3 separate regions of the Sus scrofa genome follow, and regions 1 and 2 are each linked to region 3. Evidence: chromatin contacts called from public Hi-C data. All regions are on one chromosome and are shown on one strand. The core of a region is the stretch at or near the end of the contact, and the rest is flanking DNA. Distances in the headings are between cores, read along the strand shown. Region 1 overlaps TBC1D10A (TBC1 domain family member 10A). Region 2 holds the start of OSM (oncostatin-M). Region 3 holds the start of RNF215 (RING finger protein 215).

Region 1 (3,797 bases), core at 305-2,804, 76 kb before region 3:
GTCCTGTGGACTCAGGATAAGTGCCATGGGTCTGGATCCACTTCCTGATGCAGGTATTGTCCTCCATGTGCCAGTACTTCCTGACCATGGGAAAGCCCAAGCCTGTGCAGCAAGGCAGTGAGAGCTCCTGGGGCCAGTGTGGCAGGAGAGGAGCAGAGGCTAGGGCCTCCGGGCAGGGTGGGGTGCAGCCTCTTGGCCTCTAACCACAGTACCAGGAAAGCAAAGGGGAAGAGGAAGTGGTGCCAGCTGCTCTGCTGAGAGAAGCTCCCCAATGCTCCCCTTTGGAATCCCCATCTGCAGGGATGCTGGGGCAAGAAGCCCACAGCCACCTCCCTGACAGCCACCAGCCACCACAACAGACAGTAGAGAGGGAATTAGAGCTCAGGGTAAAAGCCCAAGGACAAGGAAGCAGGAAAACAGACCCCAGTCAGGCAGGAAACAGTTTAGGAACAACTGCGTTAAAACAATATTTTTTCAAGTGAAAGTTTTTTCTAGGAGTTCCCATTGTGGCTCAGTGGTAACGAACCCATTTAGTAACCATGAGGATGCAGGTTCGATCCCTGACCTTGCTCAGTGGGTTAAAAGATCTAGTGCTGCTGTGCGCTACGGTGTAGGTCACAGATGTGGCTCATATTCTGCGCTGCTGTGGCTGTGGTGTAGGCTGCTGGCTGTAGCTCCAATTCGATCTCTAGCCTGGAACTTCCATATGCTGCAAATGCGGCCCTTAATACAAAAAAAAAAAAAAAAAGTCTTTTCTAACAAGCAAAATATGAATGCCCCAAAGCCCACACAGAACAGCAACAAAGAGCCTAGGCCTGGTTACACCCACAAGCCCAGGGCTTTACAGAGGGCCTCACAACAGGGTTAAGTTCTCACTTGACCTGGGAAATTGAGACTGAGAGGGTGCAGTGACTCACCCAAAGTCACTCAGAACTCTGGGCTTGAAGAGAGGAAGGCAATGGGGACCTGGGACCAACTCTTTATGTGGCCTTCGGTCCTGAGCTTTCTACTAGGTCCTGCAGCCAGCTGCACCAGCCAGGACCAGAACAGCATGTCAGCTGATGACAGCAGGCCAGCAGGTTTATTGCATGCTGCGTATTTGGGCAGAGAGACCCCAGCTGTGGGACTGTGGACAGGCCTCCACCAGGCCAGGGAGTAAGGAGACCGTGCCGAGGTGGTTAAGAGGATCAACATGCAGACTGTGATGGGCAAGGATGTTCCTTCAGGGTGACAGAGCTAGTTCCTAAAGGTAGCCTGCCAGAAAAAGACCACTGGGTATTTTCATTTTCATAAGACCATTGAACTGTGAAGTTACTTTTCTTTTTGCTTTGGCCAGCAGGCAAGAGGGAACTCATCAAATTAATCTAGAGAGTGAAGAAGACTCCCTATTGTGGTAGGGAAGAGTGCAAGCACAGAAGCTGGACTGCTGGGTTCAAACCTGATCTTGCAGTAATCTGAGGATAGTACCACCACAGACCTCACTGGGGTGCTGTAAGGATTATCTGAGTCAAGTGCCCAGCATACTGCAAATGTTCAACACACATTAGCTATTATCTGTAGTCTAAAGTCCTTCCTGATAGGTGGTAAGCAGCAGCAAGGACTTCACCCAGGAGAGCTGGGGGAAAGCTGCCTGAAAAGCTTTTGGCTTTTGGCTCTCAAAAGGCTTTGAAGTTTGACTCCAGGACAAAGTTCTACTTGAGTCTGAAGTCATCTGGGAGGACCAAATGAAGCCTGGGCCCTCCCTCCAGCCAGCTTCTGTTCCCATTCCTGAGCTGGCCAATGGGGACACCTAGGGCAGGTGGCAGCTGGAGAAGTTCCTGCTCCCCAAAGCTGAGGCAGCTCCTCCCTCTTCACTTCTTCCCCAGCTGTGACTTCCAGCCAAAGACACCTCACCTTTTTGTGCTTCTTGGCCATCCATTTGTCCCAGTTGTTGAGCATGTCCAGCCACTTGGACTCCCTCTGCCTCAGCACCTCCAGAGGAACTTCCTCCAGCCTGTGGAGCAGAGGGCAGAGACTATCAGAGGTGCCAAGAGAAGAAAAGACCCTGGCTGAGGCCTTAGCCCCCAGCCTGCTGGGTCTCCATTCCTCCCCCTGCCCTCCGTCCCTGCCCTTCCCTTCCTGGCTGCTAACCTGTAAGTGCCCTACCACAGATGTGAGGGAACACAAGCCCCTCCCTGAAAGGCACAGGCCAGAGAGACACAAGGTTCAAGTGCTCACTCCCACAATGTGTCAAGGGGCTCAGGGGTCACCATGCCTCTCTAGGGCAGAGACCTGAGGGCCTGCATCTGTGCATCAAAGCAAAGCATTCCCATCCTGGGTCTGTCTTGATAAATAAGCCTCTGCAGAGGGCCTGCGTGCAAGGTACAGAGCTGGACGAGAAAACTAGTCAAACAAGGACAGAAAGAACATGCTCACCTCTTCACTCTAACAAAACTACTTACTCATAGTTTCCCCAATTACACCCTGGCCCCTTCCCACCTCTCAACCTTTGCTCATGCCAGTCCCTTTGCTGGAACACTCTCCAAGTTGTCTCCACCTATCAAAATCCTGAACACACTTCAAAACCCCATCAAATATCACTTGTATCTGTCCATCTATTGAGTAGCTAGCACAGCTATGCTGGCCTTTTTCTAGGGCCAGGGCATCTAGACAGATTGAGGGAGCACTTCTGAGACTAGAACCAAATCCCAGACCTCACGGCACTGACATTCTACTGGGCTCTGAATGCCCACTAGAGCCGGTGGAGGAAACATGTTGGCATGAAGACCGCTCCGGTCAGCACCAAAGCCTCTGAGGCAGGCTGGGGCAAAATCCCTGGCTTAAAGCGTCCTTCAAGTGAGTGAGCTTCCTCCAAGGAGTGAGTCCCTGGAAATTCATGAATTCATAGAACTAAGGGATAAAGAGAAGAAGGAGACTAGCATTTGGAGGCTGTGTGTTCTACATGTGCTTCCTTTTTAGCCTACAGGGCAGTATTGGTAAGAAAACAACAGCAAAATGTACATGTGCACTGACTTCTCTACATACATACACTCTCTTCTTAAAATTATTTTTAAAGTGTATCTTTTAAATTTCCTTTTTGTGCCCCTTTTTTTTCCAATTAAAAAAAGTATTGACATTACTGAGATGTAAGATACCCAGAGGGGGTATACTGTTGACAGTCATACAGTGGAAAATCAGTGGAAAAACCCAGACTCAAATCCAAATCAGATCCTAGCCAAGTGCCTGCACTCAGTCCTGCCCGACCTCCCAGAAAGGAGCCCAGGGTCAGGCACTCATGAGGCTGGGAGGAGGCTCTCTCAGGAACAGGACTTGGTGGGGCTAGGGTTTGGCCCAGGCCTGGATTCTCTGATTCTCTTTCTACCGGAAGGAAATGCACTGCTGTAACTTTTACTGGTTGGAAGAGCAGAGGGAGGGGCCCTGGCCACGCCGAGGCCTCCAGACACAAAAGGGCAGGCCCTCTACTTCAGTGTGCTTTATCTGAAGAACTGCACAGGCCTGAGAGCAGCCTTGGAGCTGCAGCCCAGGAGAGACAAACTCAGCCCCCCTCTGCACACTCACACAGGCCACCACCCTCTTGAACTGCAGACCCTCTCGCCACCTAGAGGCAGGAGCAGAGCACAAGGACACTCTACTTCCCATCCCTCCCCCTGGAAGAAAAGCAGAGGCCACACCTTTAGACCAGGTAATTCTCAAAGGACTGTATACTTGTCTCCTGGAAGTACCCAGGTGCCCAGGGAGTGGAATCCAAAAGCCCTCAGGCATCACAGGCCAGGTCACCTTCCATCACCTATAAAGCA
Region 2 (3,872 bases), core at 416-2,915, 110 kb before region 3:
TTTGTGCCGTTGAGAGCGGTGCTGGGCACTGCACCTGCACGGGAGCACCTGCTGCCCCTGCCCCCCGCTACCTTCCCAGCAAGTCACTGTTCAGCCCCCGAAACAGTGGCTACAATTCGCCAAGTAGGCCTTTGAGAAGAACTGGTGAGCCCAGCTGGAGTCAAGCCTGCCAACCTCAAGCTGACACCGGGGGCCCTGGTGGGCTGCTCTTCGTAAAACCTCTGGGTTAAGGGACAGCCATGGCCACAGGCCCCTGGGCCCACCTGTAACAGATCCCAGCCAGTCATGCAGTTAGACTCTGGCAGGCTTTGCGGCTCAGGAGCAGCCTGGCACTCTGATCTATGCCCGCAGAACCAGGAAAAGCTGCCTTTCCATCTGAAGCTTCCATCTGGAAAGGATGAGTGAGGCCTTCTAGTCCAGGCCCCCATTTTACTAAAAACAAAGGCACTGAAGGAGAAGGGCTTGCTCAGGTCACCCAAGGCCAGCGCATCCGCTGACCTCTCACACCTCTCTCCTCTCCCCCTAAGTGGCCACTTCTGTCAGGCCCACCAGGGATGCTGTGAGCCAGAATATTCTGGGGGGCGGGTAATTACGGCTCCCCCCACCTCCCCCGACCCACCCACTGAGCCCTGGCAGCCACGTGGTCGGAAGGGCCTGTGGCGCAATGGCCCGGAAGGCAGTGACACCACTTCCCTTCCTAAGAACTGTGGCCCCTTGGGGAAGATGCTGCTAGGAGACTGAGGGGCTAGGTCCCCAGGCACGGCGACCACAAGACACCCCTCGCCACCCTCCCCCCCAGGTATCTGCTGCTGGGCTCGGGCAGGGCGGCTGATGTGAGCAGAGTGCGCGTGGGAGCAGGGTGTCTGCATGGGTGTGTGTCTGGGTCTGTGTGAGGCTCGAGGGAACAGCTGGGCCGTTTTGTCCCATCCACCACAGGGGCCCCGGGGCTGCATGCGGGGGTTCCCAGATTGGTGAGATTGAGGGCTCCGGAAGACATCACGTGGCTCTGTGTGTCTGTCACCCTGTGGGTGTGGCTATATGTGCTGTGTGATTGTGTGGGCTCCAGGGCCCCCGGGGCCTGGCCGATAGTGACCATCCATCCCAGAGCCTGTGAATTGGGGCCAGAAGGAAGCCCCGCAGCCCTTCCAGACAATACACCACAGTCCTGCTCAGCTTCTGCAGCTTCCTCCACTGCCCCAGCACTTCTCCCACCTCCCTCCTGCTTCCCTAGCTTCTCCCGCTGTGATCCCCTTCCCTCATAACCCTTGCTCCCAGAGTCGACTCTATATCACCTACCCCTGGAAGTCCTCCAGGGATACCCTTCTCCACCCTGTGAAGATGCTGTGTTCTCAGTGGACCCCTCTCTTTGCCTGATCCTCTGGCTCTTTCCCTTTCTTAGCATCTTTCTGCCCCGTGTCCAGCCTCCCCAGTTCCCAGAGGACAGCAGCTGGCCCTGCTCCCCACTGGCGCCCATGAGCACAGCAAGCAGGTCCCGGCGGGAAGGAAGGAAGTACTCACTGAGCAGTGTCCTCCGAATACACTGTGCCCGCATGCTGGGTGACCGAGCTCCGGCCTGTGCCTGCTGGGGGTGACACCTCCCGGCTGGGAGCCCTGCGGGCTGGCAGCCACTTTATGCCCGCCGGGGTGATTGGCCAACACCTCGTGAGGTGGGTGGGGAGGGGGAGGGGGGAGGGCAGGCCTTCTGGGAACATGACCCCAAAAACCAAAGTTTCCACAGGCGGCCAATGGGCGCTGGGCGCGGTGGCATGCCTGCTCCTCCTCCTGTTTTCTTCGAATTCGTTCTTCGAGGTCAGCCCCACGCCCAAGGATGATGCAAACCGCAGCCTCAGCCTTTTATGGGGTGAGCAGGGAGCAAGGGGGTCCATGCCCACTGTAGGAGGCTGTGCCCGGGATGGAGGGGAGAGTCCACCAGCAGGCCCCTGGAGGGCCTGATGCAAAGTCCCGGCTCGGGAGCCTTCAGCCTCACAGGCCACTGTGGTTTGGGGCTGAGGGGAGCGAGACATCTTCCTTCTTGAGTGCCCTTCCCGCCCTCCCGCCAGGGCTGTTGGGACATCTGTGAGCGGAAACCACCGGGCTCTGGGCAAAGAGCCAGACCCAGGCTGGCAGCCCCGAGATTGTGGTTATGGCCCCAGGACCTGCATCCCCCAGCAGGACTCCCAGCCACCTCCTCTCCCCCAACAGGCACCCTGCACACAACCAGCCATCCCCAGACCATCGCCCACAACAGGCCCCTTCTCCACAGACAGGACCCTCTGGGGAGAACCAGGCACTTGGAGCAAGAGAAACAGGAGATCAGGTTCAAGCCCACTGACATGCTGTGAGATCCAAGGCAAGTCGCTTAACTTCTCTGGGCCTTCGAGACCCCCACCATCCCCGCCACCTGTAAAATGAGGATTTGAAAAGCATTTCCTGGCCACCTCACAGGGCTGCTGCCATCATGGACATAAAAGGCAAGAGCCCTTTGAAGGCAAAAGGAAAGATGAAAGTCTGATTCCAAGTACGAGCTGTCGGGAGGCGGGGTGGGGGGCGGAGGAGATGGGGAAGCTGTGAGCTCAGAGGGGAAGCCAGAGAAGGGGAGTCGCCGCGGTGACGGTTGGGGACCAGGTTTCACTTTCTCTGAAAGATAGTGATCTTGGGTTGGTCCTCTGCTTCTTGCAGGCGTCAGAATGAAGGGGCCCTGGAGACAGCGCCTCCAGAGGCAGCCTGCTGCTTCACTGGAGGATACACTGAGGCCAGAGAGGGCAGATGACGGGGCAGAGGGCTGGCACACCGTGCCTGCAGCTTCAGCACGTCCACCGGACCTAGACGAGGGTCTTAGCCTGTGCCCAAGGAGTTCTGTGGGGAACAGGGTATCAAAGGCTGAGGAGCCAGGCTGGGGTCCCTGGGGGCGACCGGTGAGGCCTGCACTAGGAAAGCCAAAGTGGCTGGAAGAAGAGACAGGCACCCTCCCACCATCCCCACCCCAGCACCAGTCATCACCATGAAGGCTGTTCCCACCAGCTCTCCCCCTGCAGACACACCCACGCAGTCATTTATGCCATCAACAAACTTGTATTGGGCCCCTGCTCTTGGCTGGCCACTCCCATCTGCTGAGGATCTAGCAGGGGACAAAACCAGAGGAACCCCCATGCCCAGGAGGCTTCCTGCACACACACCCCAACTCCCTGCATGCAGCATGGTATTCATCACACCGCAGCTGCCGCCGCCGCCGCCACTCCCGCCCCCCTCAAGGGCCAGTTCTGGATTCTCCTCCTGAGAACTTCGCTTCTACTAGATTCCTCATCTCAGGTCCCACCCACACAGGCGGCTCCCTGGGATCCTTCTTCATTTTACACCCCTGATCTCATTTTGCCACAACCCTGGGAGGGAGAGTAGCTGGGCGGGGAGGGCATGGCTCCCTTTAACAAGGAAACTGGGAGGAGCTCAGGGACAGGCTCCAGCCCCAAGGGCAAGGTCTGGCTGGAGAGCTTTGTGCCCCTCTCAGGGGCTCCTTGCTGACCGACCGCCATACTCAGGGGACAGCCCTGTGCTTTCACCCCATGGTCCAGAGAGGTTGCATGTCCTCCTCAGCTTAAAGAGGCCCCTGAGGACTTCCCTGGTTAAGGATTAGCAGGTTAAGGATCTGGCATTGTCACTGCTATGGCACGGGTTCCATTTCTGCCCCAGGAAATTCCACATGCTGAGGGTGCAGCCATAAGTAAAGAAAGAAAGAAAGAAAGAATAAATAGATAGACACAAAAATAAAGGAGCCTCCAAGGCCCAGAGACGTTGAGTTTGCCCTGCCTGCAGCTGTCCTTTGTAGAAACATTTAAGAGGAGCAGGGCATGCAAACCAGGGCTATCAAATCAGAA
Region 3 (3,729 bases), core at 1,065-3,564:
CCAAGTCCTGCCACCCTCCGTAGCTGTCCTTGGAGAGGCCACAGGTGGTCCATAGGGTCAGTTTCCACTCGATGTTGGCTGATAGGGACTCTCCGCTGGTGATCTCAGCCATGGCCTGGGTCCTCCTGGGAGGGAAAGCCAGAGGGCCAGACAAAACAGCTCAGGAGAGAGGCCCAGACCCATCCACCCCAGCCTTGTGGGGAAAGGATGCCCTTGAGCATCTCCCCATAGCCCCTCTGCTTTGGTCCCAGGCCTCTCTCAGATGCTGGTTTTTCCAGTTCTTTTTTTTTTCTTTTCTTTTTTTTTTTTTTTTTTTTTTTGTTTGTCTTTCTGCCATTTCTTGGGCCGCTCCCACGGCATATGGAGGTTCCCAGGCTAGGGGTCGAATTAGAGCTGCAGCCGCCGGCCTTCACCAGAGCCACAGCGACGCGGGATCCAAGCCACGTCTGTGACCCATACCACAGCTCACGGCAAAGCTGGATCCTTAACCCACTGAGTAAGGCCAGGGATCGAACCCGCAACCTCATGGTTCCTAGTCAGATTCATTAACCACTGCACCATGACGGCAACTCCATGGTTTTTCCAGTTCTTATAAAGCCAGGCCAAGGAGGCCCATAAGCACAGAGAAGCAGCGGCCCTCCTCCTTGTTGGAGCTAATCACCTCTGCCCATGGAGCAGCCTCCTTCTTCCAGTTCCCTCACCCATTTTTCAGAGCAGAAGAAAACCATCTTTAAATAAACAGGAAAGGACCTGGTCCCAAGACCCCTGAGCCCATGGCAAAGCCAGGGACCATAGCACCCAGGCCCAGTCCTCTGGAGCTCAAACCCCAACTCACTGCAACAGTGCCTCCAACAGCTTGGTGACGTTGGAAGAATAATGCAGGACAATCACTGGCCTGAGCAGAAGCTGGGATATGTCTAGCTGTAGGAAGACAGGGAGGTCAGCCAGTCCTGGTTGCCCATCCCCCAGCCTGCATGCCCACTAGGCTTGATCCGGTTTACCTCTCGGACCACGTTGTGGTTCAAGATGAGGAGGAGCAGGGCAGAGGCTCCCAGGAAGAGCGCCCTCCGCATCTGCAGGACAGAGGCAAAGGCTCACACACACACATATACTTGCCCACACATGCGTCTCACTACCTATGGCCACGGTTGTTCTTATCTCTGGAGAGAACATTTCCTCTGGATAGACTATAAGCTCCTTGAGGTCAAAGGCCGAAACCCTTATGCCTCCTGCCTTCCCCTCAGATGTTCTATGGGACCCAAACAATACAGGGCCTTCCTTGGTCCAAGCAGGGCCCACCCCAGCAGGCACTCCCTGACTAAGCTTCCTGACTCTCTGGCCTCCTCCCACCTCCCTGCTGCCAACCACACTGACCCAGATTCTACAAACTAGGGTCCCTGGCCCTACCCAGGCCCAGGGCTTCTCTGAAGGCTCCTTACCGGCCCACCACTAACCAGGTGGTCTGGCTCTAGTAGTTGCCTTGAAAACCCTCCTCTAGCCCCCTTTTCACATACACCCTCTGCACCTGCTGAACCAGAGCCTTGGGATAGGCCTGTGGGCCGCTGCCCTGACTTTCCTGGTCAATCTGGCCGCCTGCTCCTTGCCCACGTATGCCACCGCAATCCAGCCTTCTCTGGGCACTTCCTGCTCAGCATCCACAACGTCCATCTGTGGGGTGAGGGACCGTGGATAGAGGGAGAGGGGGAGGAAGGGGGATCAGGCACACAGAGGATGCAAGGCCAGGGTTTGGGGACGAATTTGGAGGGGAAGACATCTGATCTCAGATTTTGGAAACCTGAACGCTGGGGGCCTTGGCAGCCTGAGGAAGAGGCGCTGGGCTGCCAGGGCTTGGTCCAGGACGAAGGCTGGATCTGGGCACAAGGTCTAAAGCGGGCCGGAGGCCATAGGGCTCAGCGGCGCTCACCAGCATCAGGCGGCCGCCCATCAGGGGCGCCGCGTCTGCTTCGGGGCCGATCCGGACGCCCTCCAGCACCAGAGCGTCTTGCCGCGGCAGCTTCACGTCCACCCGTACCGCGCGGGCCCCGCCCCGTCCCGCCCCGGCCGTGGGCTTGCTGCCGTCCGCCGCGGCCCCGGGCCCCGCCAGGCCCAGCCAGAGTGGCAGCAGGGGCAGCAGCAACAGCAGGGGCGACGGCGCCGGCGGAGGAGGAGGTGGCAGCGACCTCAGCGCGGGGCGAGCGGCGGGGCCCATGGCCGGACCCGGCGAGCAGGCCGCACAGAGATCCCGGGGTCCCGAACGCTGCGGGGTTGGGGAGCGAAGCCTCAGCCGGACGGGGCGGGGCGCTGGGAGGGGAGGGGGCGGGGCCGTGGCCGGACGGGGCGGGGCTCCGGGAGGCGGCGTGGGCTCTAGGCGGCTCTCCTGCCCAGACCGGGCTGCGCGCGCCCCCTGGTGGCCGCGGAGAACACCGGCGGCGGAGGTCTGGGACGCTGGATCTGGGCGGTGCGAGGTCACCATACTCAAGTCAGACAGTAGGTGATTTGAACTTGTTGCGTTTTGTCTGGAGGAATGTCTAGAGGTCTGGACGCTGGCCCTTTCTCTATAGCGGCCCGACGCTCAGGGTTGGCCTAGGCCTCCCTTTCTCCACCGGACAGAACTCTGGAGGCGGGCAGGGAGGGCGTGGAGCTGGGGAGGAAATTGAGGTAAGGGTCCCAGAGGGGCAGAAAGTGGGACCAGGCCTAACTCAGCTCCGTAGTGTTGTCCATTATATCCCCTTACTTGCGGCCCTGGGGAGGAAAAAAAAAAAAGAATACCTAAAGAAATGGAATGATGCTCGGGTTAATGGATTGCTAGACTTAATACTGTTAAGATGGCAATACTACCTAAAGTCATCTACATATTCAAAGCAATCCCCAATAAAATTAATTTTTTTTTTTTTTTTTTTTTTGCCTTTTAGGGCCACACCCACGACATATAGAGATTCCCAGGCTAAGGTTCAAATCAGAGCTGTAGCTGCTGGCTTACACCATAGCCACAGCAACACAGGATCTGAACCACTTCTGTGACCTACACAGCAGTCACTGGCAGCACTGGATCCTTAACCCACTGAGCCAGGCTGGGGATTGAACCTGCATCCTCATGGATGCTAGTCAGATTCATTAACTGCTCAGCCACGATGGGAACTCCTAAAATTAAAATTGTAATGACTTTTTCTTTGGCTACACCCATGGCATGTGGAAGTGGCCAGAGATCGAACCTGAGCCATAGCAGGCCCAAGCCCGCTGTGCCACAAGAGAACTCCTCTAATGACAAACCCATCCTATGCAAAGGGCCCTGACTAGCCCATATTGGAAAAAGAATAAAGTTAAGACTCATTCTTACCAATTTGTAAACATACTACAAAGGTACAGTGATCAAAAAACAGCGTAGTAAAGATAGACATGTAAACAAATGGAATAGAATTGGGAGTCTAGAAATAGACCCAGACATCTATAGCCAATTGATTTTCTTTTTTTTTTTTTTTTTTTTTCAGGGCCACACCTTTGGCATATGGAGGTTTCCAGGCTAGGGGTCAAATTGGAGCTGCAGCCGCTGGCCTATGCCACAGCCACAGCCACACCAAATCCAAGCCACATCTGTGACCTACACCGCAGTTCACGGCAACACCGGATCCTTAACCCACGGAGCGAGGCCAGGGATGAACCTACATCCTCATGGATACTGGTCAGATTCGTTTCCACTGAGCCACAACAGGAACTCCCCCAACTGATTTT

What was found. Hi-C and Micro-C count contacts between places; a contact is called where the count stands out from the background.
Region 1: a contact with region 3 is called in a Hi-C map of liver, with 9 times the contacts expected there. The contact joins the enhancer-like site here to the promoter of RNF215 in region 3. A contact is called at or near these places in 3 of 47 Hi-C or Micro-C datasets (fetal liver and liver) and 2 of 2 datasets of contacts at active chromatin or transcription factors (alveolar macrophages and skeletal muscle).
Region 2: a Hi-C map of retroperitoneal adipose tissue shows a contact between it and region 3, with 2.8 times the contacts expected there. The contact joins the promoter of OSM here to the promoter of RNF215 in region 3. A contact is called at or near these places in 1 of 5 promoter capture datasets (liver), 14 of 47 Hi-C or Micro-C datasets (alveolar macrophages, blood, embryonic fibroblasts and 9 more) and 1 of 2 datasets of contacts at active chromatin or transcription factors (alveolar macrophages).

What each region holds. Positions count from the first base shown.
Region 1 is chr14:47,279,162-47,282,958 of Sscrofa11.1, forward strand. It overlaps TBC1D10A (TBC1 domain family member 10A), which reads right to left. Exons shown (of 9, transcript XM_021072299.1): 2 at 1,894-1,993. Among named protein-coding and RNA genes, the nearest start is that of CASTOR1, 14 kb to the left of the region's middle. Within about 2 kb of position 1,555, at least 19 of the 83 cell types and tissues checked have an H3K27ac peak or open chromatin away from gene starts, as enhancers often do. A contact at or near this core is called in alveolar macrophages, fetal liver and liver, where this site is marked.
Region 2 is chr14:47,245,171-47,249,042 of Sscrofa11.1, forward strand. It overlaps OSM (oncostatin-M), which reads right to left and starts at 1,666. Exons shown (of 3, transcript XM_001929161.4): 1 at 1,519-1,666. The coding sequence starts at 1,552. It overlaps LOC110256683 (a long non-coding RNA gene), which reads left to right and starts at 405. Exons shown (of 4, transcript XR_002338554.1): 1 at 405-799; 2 at 1,422-1,667; 3 at 1,739-1,861; 4 at 2,203-3,872.
Region 3 is chr14:47,354,877-47,358,605 of Sscrofa11.1, forward strand. RNF215 (RING finger protein 215) reads right to left here and starts at 2,315. Exons shown (of 10, transcript XM_005670838.3): 1 at 1,925-2,315; 2 at 1,584-1,668; 3 at 1,526-1,581; 4 at 1,002-1,073; 5 at 836-921; 6 at 1-125. The coding sequence starts at 2,209.